Regions from separate parts of the Strix aluco genome. Here region 2 is linked to region 1. A link is a contact called in public Hi-C data. All regions are on one chromosome and are shown on one strand. Each heading gives the region's core, a stretch centred on a gene start, on an enhancer-like site or on the middle of the called end of the contact. The rest is flanking DNA. Distances are from core to core; before and after follow the strand shown. Region 1 holds the start of AMPD3 (adenosine monophosphate deaminase 3). Region 2 holds the start of CTR9 (CTR9 homolog, Paf1/RNA polymerase II complex component).

What was found. Hi-C and Micro-C count contacts between places; a contact is called where the count stands out from the background.
Region 2: a Hi-C map of brain shows a contact between it and region 1, with 3 times the contacts expected there. The contact joins the promoter of CTR9 here to the promoter of AMPD3 in region 1. A contact is called at or near these places in 2 of 2 Hi-C or Micro-C datasets (brain and heart).

The regions. Positions count from the first base shown.
Region 1 is chr16:731,000-734,798 of bStrAlu1.hap1, forward strand. AMPD3 (adenosine monophosphate deaminase 3) reads left to right here and starts at 1,414. Exons shown (of 15, transcript XM_074841637.1): 1 at 1,414-1,692. It overlaps SBF2 (SET binding factor 2), which reads right to left and starts at 1,326. Exons shown (of 41, transcript XM_074841634.1): 1 at 1,142-1,326; 2 at 198-273. The coding sequence starts at 264.
Region 2 is chr16:915,097-919,131 of bStrAlu1.hap1, forward strand. CTR9 (CTR9 homolog, Paf1/RNA polymerase II complex component) reads left to right here and starts at 1,888. Exons shown (of 25, transcript XM_074842450.1): 1 at 1,888-2,032; 2 at 4,025-4,035. The coding sequence starts at 1,988. IRAG1 (inositol 1,4,5-triphosphate receptor associated 1) reads right to left here and starts at 1,621. Exons shown (of 27, transcript XM_074842043.1): 1 at 1,507-1,621.

The sequences.
Region 1 (3,799 bases), core at 164-2,663:
GCCCAAACCGCCAGGCAAACTCTGCTGTGGGAAGCAGGCAAGTTTGGGCAAGTTCAGGCAGGTGGTAGGGAGAAGGAGAAAGGAAGCAGGACTAACAGATCAGCAATCAACGGGTGTACTGAATGGCCAGCAGCAACAGGTGTCCTTTACTCATGTATCATGTGGGCAGGGCAGCCGTGAGTCAGACAGACACTTACAGTATGCAGTTTCCTGGGTGCCAGATGGCTTGTCTGGGTGTAGCCTGGCAGCAGCTGATGAAGACATTCAGAGTTACTGTGGGAGAAACATGCACATGCAGCATAAGCCTTTTTGTCCAAGCTAAAAAACAATATCTATTTTTTTAGTAGTATTATTCTAAAATCAACTATTTATGATTTTGGATGGCTGACTCATTTTCAAATGTCTCATACAACAGCTGTGGCCATAATTCTTAGGTTTTTTACAAGCACATAAATGTGATTATGTTGATACTAGTGTAAGAGACAAAATATCTGGTTGTCTTTGCAACTCAGACTTTACAAACTTCTGCAACTCTTCTTTGCAACTCAAACTTTGTATGGTCACCTACTTCCTTTTCACTTCCATTTTTTCACCAGCTGTGTAAAGTAAAGGAATTTCTGAAGCCGAAAACCCCTGAGGTTTATGAATGGAGTGTTTCTTTGTTTACCAAGCCGGGAGGACATAGTGAGGACAGCACACTTGCCTCAGAACTACCCGATCCCTCACATGTTTTGGGAGATCTACCTTTATCTTGCTTGCCTTTTTACACAAAGGACCTTGTTCTTCAGTTGCTACATTCCCAGTGCTTCCCTACACTGTAAGGATATTTTTAGATTTAAATGTCTTCAGATTAGACTCCAAGTATTGTAACCCAAATTTATCTTTCAGCTTCAGGTCCCGGAATCTCTCAAAATAAGCTCAAACTATTTTACATATTAAGATTCTCATTCCTGCTGAGTAATGCTTGTTTTGACCTTCAGTTATTTGTCGTGGGCTCTTTATCTGGTAAGGTGTTTTTGTTGGTGGTGGGGTTTGGGTTTTTTTAAGTATATGCGAGCACCTAAACCGTGTTGCTCCACTGAAGGACGGACATTGTCGAAAACACTTCTGATAGGGATACACCGGCAGCAAACTTACTTACCGGGTGTCATCTTTGCACCAGCCTCACGACGTTCTGGTCCCGAACCAAAGTTTTCTACATTAAAGCGCTTTCTGAAGAGGAGTTTTGAAATAAGCGCTGGTGAAGGCAGCACTCCCGGGGCACCCCGCGCCGGCCGCCCCGCTGCTGAGGCGGGCTGAGGTGAGGGCGGGCTGAGGCGAGGGCGGGCTGAGACGGGCTGAGGTGAGGGCGGGCTGAGGCGGGCTGAGGTGAGGGCGGGCTGAGACGGGCTGAGGTGAGGGCGGGCTGAGGCGGGCTGAGGTGAGGGCGGGCTGGGGCCGGGGCCGGGCCGGCGCAGCGCGCCCCGGGGAGCTCCCTCCTCCTTCCCGCGCCGGCAAGCAGCCATGTGACAGCGCGACTTCTGTCTCGAAGCCTGCGAAGAGGAAGGGACCGCCGCGGCGCGGGCAGGGGGAGGGAGAGAAGGAAGGAAAGGCTGCTCGCGGGTCCTCTGGCTCCCTCCCTCAGGCGCAGTCGCGGCGCCGGACAGCGCCCGAAGCAACCGCCCGCGCCCGGGCCTGAGTCTCCTCACAGAGGTACAGGCAGGGCGCGCGCCCCCTCTCGCCCCGCCCCGTCAAGGCCACTGTCGGCGGTGTTAGCGGACCCCGCGCCGGGGCGGCCCCCCAGACCCCGCCGGGCAGGGGGGCGGGGGCCGCCCCGGTAGCTGGCGCCTGGCCCGGCAGTAGGCTGCACGCCGCGCCCGCCGCCCCCCCGGCCCCACCTGCTGCGGAGCCGCCCCGGGCCGCGATGCAGCCGCCCAGGAGGCAGCTGGCGGGCCCGGCGCGTTCCTCGGCCCGGGGGCCGCAGCGGCCATAAAGGGCCGGGCCCGGGGCAGGGGCGGCACTGCGGTAGCGGGGCGCCCGGCGGGTGGATGCGGCAGAGGGGAGCGGCGGCAGCTGGTGGGGAGCGGCTCCTCCCTCCGCCGCCTCCGCCGGCGGCTTCTGACAGAGTCTGCCCGGGCGGCGGGACCGCCGGCGGCGGGGCCCGGCCCGGCCCCAGCATGGCTTTCCCCGCGGCGCTAGGTAAGTCCCGAGGCAGGAGGCAGCGCCGTGCCGGGCTGGCCCGGGGCGGGGGTGACCTTGGCCGCCGCCCCGGGCGGGGACGGACCCTGGGCGGCCGTGGCGGGTGCTCCAGCGGCGGGAGCGCCCGCGGGCCGGGCCCCGCGGGCGGCCCTGCCCCACCTGTCCCTGGCGACAGGCTGCGGCGGCCGCGCTGCCAGCCGTGACCGTCCGCGGGGCTGGAGGCGGCGGCGGCTGCTTTCATGGCGTGTGCTCGTTTCGTATTCAAGCCCATTCTATTTCTGATCAATAACTGCTTTCTAAATAATAATTCCATCATTTTTTATGCGGCACGTTTCAAAAGAAATAGCTTTCTTGTCTTCTACAAAGGTGCAGAACTGAAGAACAGCCTTTCTGTGAGAGATTTAGGAAAAGAGCATTTGCTGGTTGCTGAATGGCGTCCATACCCCCTCCCCATCCCATTAAGATGTCGAGCTGTCCCCCTTCCCCAATCACTCACCTTGGCTAAAGGACAGCACTTCTATAGAAGGGTGCTGGGTACAAGATCCTCATCCCTTTCCCAGTTGGGGAACAGCACAGCTTGCATGAGTATTACATGAAGTGCCTCATGACTATTTTAGGTTTATTAAACTCATTCTAGTGACATAAGCTAGCAGTGATGTGGGTGAACCTACCTTTCAATGTGTTTTGTGCCTTAGTCTCTGATTTGCTTGAGTGAAGAACATGAGATCAGGTTCTGTAAGAAAAAAACCAAAACCTTTGGCCTCAATAGAGGATCGTACTTGTATCTATACATTCTGACTCTTCACTGTCCATGTAATGATTTAAAATACAGTATGGTTTCTCATGCAGTGTATTTCCTACTGCATTTCTGTTTCTGATCACAATTCTCTACAAAAAAGTTCATTTATATTAGGAAAGTGCTCAGCCAATGATAAACATACAACCAATTGATTTTTTCCTGTACTAGTCAGGTAGTACTAAAAATATTTTAGTTGATTTAGCAGCAGAATAAACATTATTATTCTTATTTTACTATTGTTGTTAGCACTCTTACTGTAGTTGAGTAACTATAAAGACTGTTCTTGCCTGACTGAAGTGGCCCAAACAGCCCTTGTTGCTGGCAACTGCATATATGGCAGTTACTGTTGCTGACAACTGTGTTCATTGAGGTCAGTGGAAAGACTCCCATGACTTCATTGAGGTTTGAAATTGAGAAACCGAATCTAAGTTTGGATGCTTCTAAGACATCATAGTGCATTGTCATTGTATCATTCAGCTAAACGTGTATGTATTTTTATATTTCTTATGTAATTATACCTGATTTTTATGAAGATTTCAGACTAATGGCAAAACAAATGCTCTACAGTCAGAAAAACTGCATAGAGTGAGATCCACAGTTCTTTAAAACCAGTGATGTTTTTCCACTGGGCTATGAATTGGTTCTTGCAAACTAAGAATGTGAAATAATGTAGATGATCGTTAAATTGCCATGTTATGGTCCAATAAATCTCTTGTCACCTTTTCATACTGTATTTGTTATTAGAATAAAAGCAAAGCTGTTCTCAAAGCAACTGTGAAACAGGTGGACATTAATTAGAATCTTTTAGACTGAACACAACAG
Region 2 (4,035 bases), core at 638-3,137, 180 kb after region 1:
CATAGTATAGTAATAAAATTTTCAACAACTTAAAACTTTCCTAGTAGGTTTATACCAGGAAGCAAGAATTGTTTTCCCTCTTTAACTTCAGTTTAATATTCTTAAGGCCTGAAGCTATAAAATCTTTCATTTAAACTAGTTTTTTTTCCATGAGGAAAGCTAGTTTACTACAGACACTAACTGCTGAACAAACATATCAGAAACACTGTCTTTTCAGTCCAAATTGTTTCAATGTAAATTAAAATATCTAAAAGGTAGTTTATTTGTGAAAAATTAGCCTATAAATCAGAAAAATAGGCTTAGGAACTCAGTATCTTGCTCTGCAGAACATTGGTTTTGGCATGTTTTTAATGAAAAAACGCATGCTTTCACTCCATTAATGTCAGTGTCACTTTGCTTTCCTGCCACACACAAAAGTTTCTCTACAAAAAGTATTTACAGCACATACCTACTCAAAGACCTATGTTACTAGCAGAAATACTAGTTATACTTCATTGGACCAGGAAGCTCAGTTCAGAATAATTAGTGCATAAATAAAAATCAAAAGTTGAGATTCAAAATGTTAACTAATTAAAAATACTACTTGCTTTGGCTTCAGAGAACAGGTAACACTGCAAGTAAGCTAGTCGTTACTACTATAATATATACTATTATAGTAATTAACAATTAAAATTTTAAATAAAATTTAGTAATTTAATGCTTTATAGTTATGACTATCAGTTCAGTCCACATTCTGTATTCTGTGGATGGTTAGCTAAAGGACAAAATCAAGTTTGCTTTAGGGTTTATTAGGCTGTGTAAGTAGCATGTAACAAATTTTTTTTTTTAATCTTCTTAGTAGAAATGCGCCAGTGGATCTTTTAGTCTTACTACCCTTTTTTTTTCCATGGTACAGCTGCAAAAATATCTAATATTGGTCATATGTTACGATGCATGCTGTGTTTTATCCAAATACATCAGTGCATCTGCCATGGTAATTGGAAAGAAAAAACGATTTAGGAACCCAATTTTTAAATTTCTTCTTTTCTCATGCACCTCCAAGTGGCTGAATGCCTCACACAAAACAAGTTCCAGGATCAGGGCCTAGGTTCAGGATTCAGAATTTGATCAGGTTCAGTATTTGTAATTAAAAGCATGTAGATAATTTGCAAATAGTTGGCCACACTGTGGCTAAAAAATTGTAGATGTGTATTAACAATATTACACCAACTAAGCTAGTCAGATAGTATGTATTTGGATTTATGCATTATTTGTTTTTCAGCAAAGACAGGGAAATTCCACACATTTCAATGCACTTGGTTGGAAACCTTTAATAATTGTAAAATGACATGAGAAGAGGCATAGCTGGAGGGAGTCGTGGTTATGACTCAGAGAGCTACTAGCTGCAAATCTATTCAATTTATCCCTGTGTGTGTGTGTGTAAACACACACCATTATCTCTTGGCATCATATATATGTATTTCTATAGGTAAATACGTGATATATATGTATAAACGGGACTAATACCTGTCTGCAATCCCCAGTAAGCCCTCACTCTGTCCTGAGGGGACGGCTCGCGTTTTAAAAGGCCACCACACGGAGGAGCGCTGGAAGCGGCCGCCCGGGAGGTGATACAGCGCAGCCCGTCCCCCTCCAGCCCGGCGCCGGGCCGGGGCTGGCGGCTCCCGGGGCCCGGCCCGCCAGGGCGGCGCCCGCCGGGGCCGCGCCGCTCGCTGAGGGGCGCGCGCGAGGCCGCCGTTGCCGCAGCAACAGGGGCGCGCGCGCGCGCGTCCGGCCTCAGAGCGCTCCCTCCTTCTCACGCAGGGGCGCGAGGCGGCGCGAGGCTCGCGCGCCGCTGGGATTGGCTCGTGGCGGGAGCCGGCCCGCCCCCCCCGCCCCCTGGCCGAGCACGTCCGGGTCAGGCGGGCTGCGAGGGGAAGTGCGCGCGGGACGGGCGGCTGCGGGCGGGTGGCTCGGCGGCAGCTCGGCGGGCAGCCGCGTCGCCATCATGTCGCGGGGGTCTATTGAGATCCCTCTCCGGGACACCGATGAGGCGAGTTGGGGGCTGGGAGGGGGCGGCGCGGTGCGGCCTGGTCCTGGGGCGGGGGAGGAAGGAGGGCGCTCTGGGGTGCGTGCCGGGGCGCGGGCGTTCGTCGCTTCCTCTCGGAGTTTTGTCCTGGGCTTAGGGGGAGTGTCGCTCCCTTCCCTGAGCGGAGCAGGTTGCTAGGGACACCGGCGTATCGTTTTGCGGAAAGAAACCCAAACCTGCCTTCGCCGGTGCCGCTCGGTGAACGGCGCCTGCCCTGTGCTAGCCGTAACACCCTGTCCCTGCCTGGTGTCTTGCTGGCGAGGGAGAGCCCTTGGAAGAGGCGGGCGGGCTGTCCGGGGCCTTGGGTACCACGCGTCTCTCAGGAAGGGGCAGCCCCTCCTCCCGCTATAGGTGCATCCAGCACAGCCACCCCTCAGGAGGGAAGACCCTGCTAGGAACAGTATCTGATCTTTAGTTTGTGCTTGTTTATGGTGGCGTCCAGCTAAATTCTCTCTTTAGTTTGTTGGACGCTGATTTTCCTGGCTGCATTGATTTGTAAACAGCATGCATGTCCCTAAATTGGCATATAGGTACAGGTAGGGCAGTTGGTCCACTCTGTAAAGGTCTTGGAATGTGAGTTTAGAAATTAATTTAACTTTATTTAAGGTAGACTGCCATGAACCAAGGTTAAAAGATGTAAGAGAAGTATTTAGAACTTTGCAGGGTTTTATCAAGTTTGAAGTTAAATCATTCCATAGCAGATACTAAACACTATAGCTAAATAGGGTATTGACACATACTGCTTACGGGCTGAAGAATGCTTTTTGTGAACGTATCTATCCATAGTCTAACAAATGTTATGGCTAGGACTACATGGATCCTGAAGTTTTGAATTAATCACTAAAGGCTGCTATAAAATACAGGCTTTTTTTTGCTGCCCTTTTTTACTTCCATATTTATTTGCTGTGCTGGCAACATCTATTTCTTGTTAATAACTATTTTAGCTTGTAGATGAGGGTTGCCCAAATTTAAAAACCGCATTATCTGTCAAACAGGAGGTACTGTGCAAGACAAACTGAAAATGACAGTAGTAACAGAAATATTTTTGTTGGTACTCTCAAATTTTGAACAGTTAGAACTATAAACCCTTATAAACTGGACTGCTCTAATCCAGTCTTCAGAGAAAGAGTTCCTGCACTGGTAATCAGGGTAGAAGCCTGGGTACTACAACTACACCTCTTACTTGCTGTAAAGTAAATGGTAACGTAGATGACTAATGTTAAAGGCAGCATGACTGAGTAGCAAGTGAACTAACAGACAGTTAAATTCTGTTGCCAAACATCCCACCTTGGGAGTATCTGTTCCTTTTTCCTCATTTTCCATATCAGAAGAGTAGGTCAACATGGGAAAATCATACTTGCGAAATAATGCTCGCATGGTGAAGCGTTGTTGATGTCATTTGCTCATGATGACTATGGTTGTTAATATTCAGAGATTTAGTCTGTTCTTTATAATGTTTGCCACTTCAATAATCCCTTAATTTTCTTGGGCGTAAAGATGACTTTACAACATTTCAGGGCTCTGAGATAAAACCTAGGTATTGATTCTCCAACACCTGATTACTTGGAAGATTTTGACTGTATCCTAGAACTTTGTATTTACCTGTAGGAAAACTTTTTGAAGTTCAACAGTGTGGAGTTACGTTGGTTATTAGCTGAACTTTAAAAATTCTGAGCCTGAAATCTATGGTGAAAGAAGTTGAGTTACCATCTCTGCTTATTTTCCCTGACTAGTATCCCAAACATTGGGCTGTCTTTTCTCTGATATTTATGAGAGGCCATCACTTTTGTCTTGTTCACAATACAGTACATTATCACTTCCTTTGTCCGTAACCATGTTTAAACACAAATAGTTATTTCTGTTTTGTGCTTTGAAATGTCCAGCTTCCTTTGAGCTCAGTGATAAATAACATCATTAATGCTTTGTGAAAAGAAAATGTGTATTGTTTGGTTCCAGGTTATTGAGCT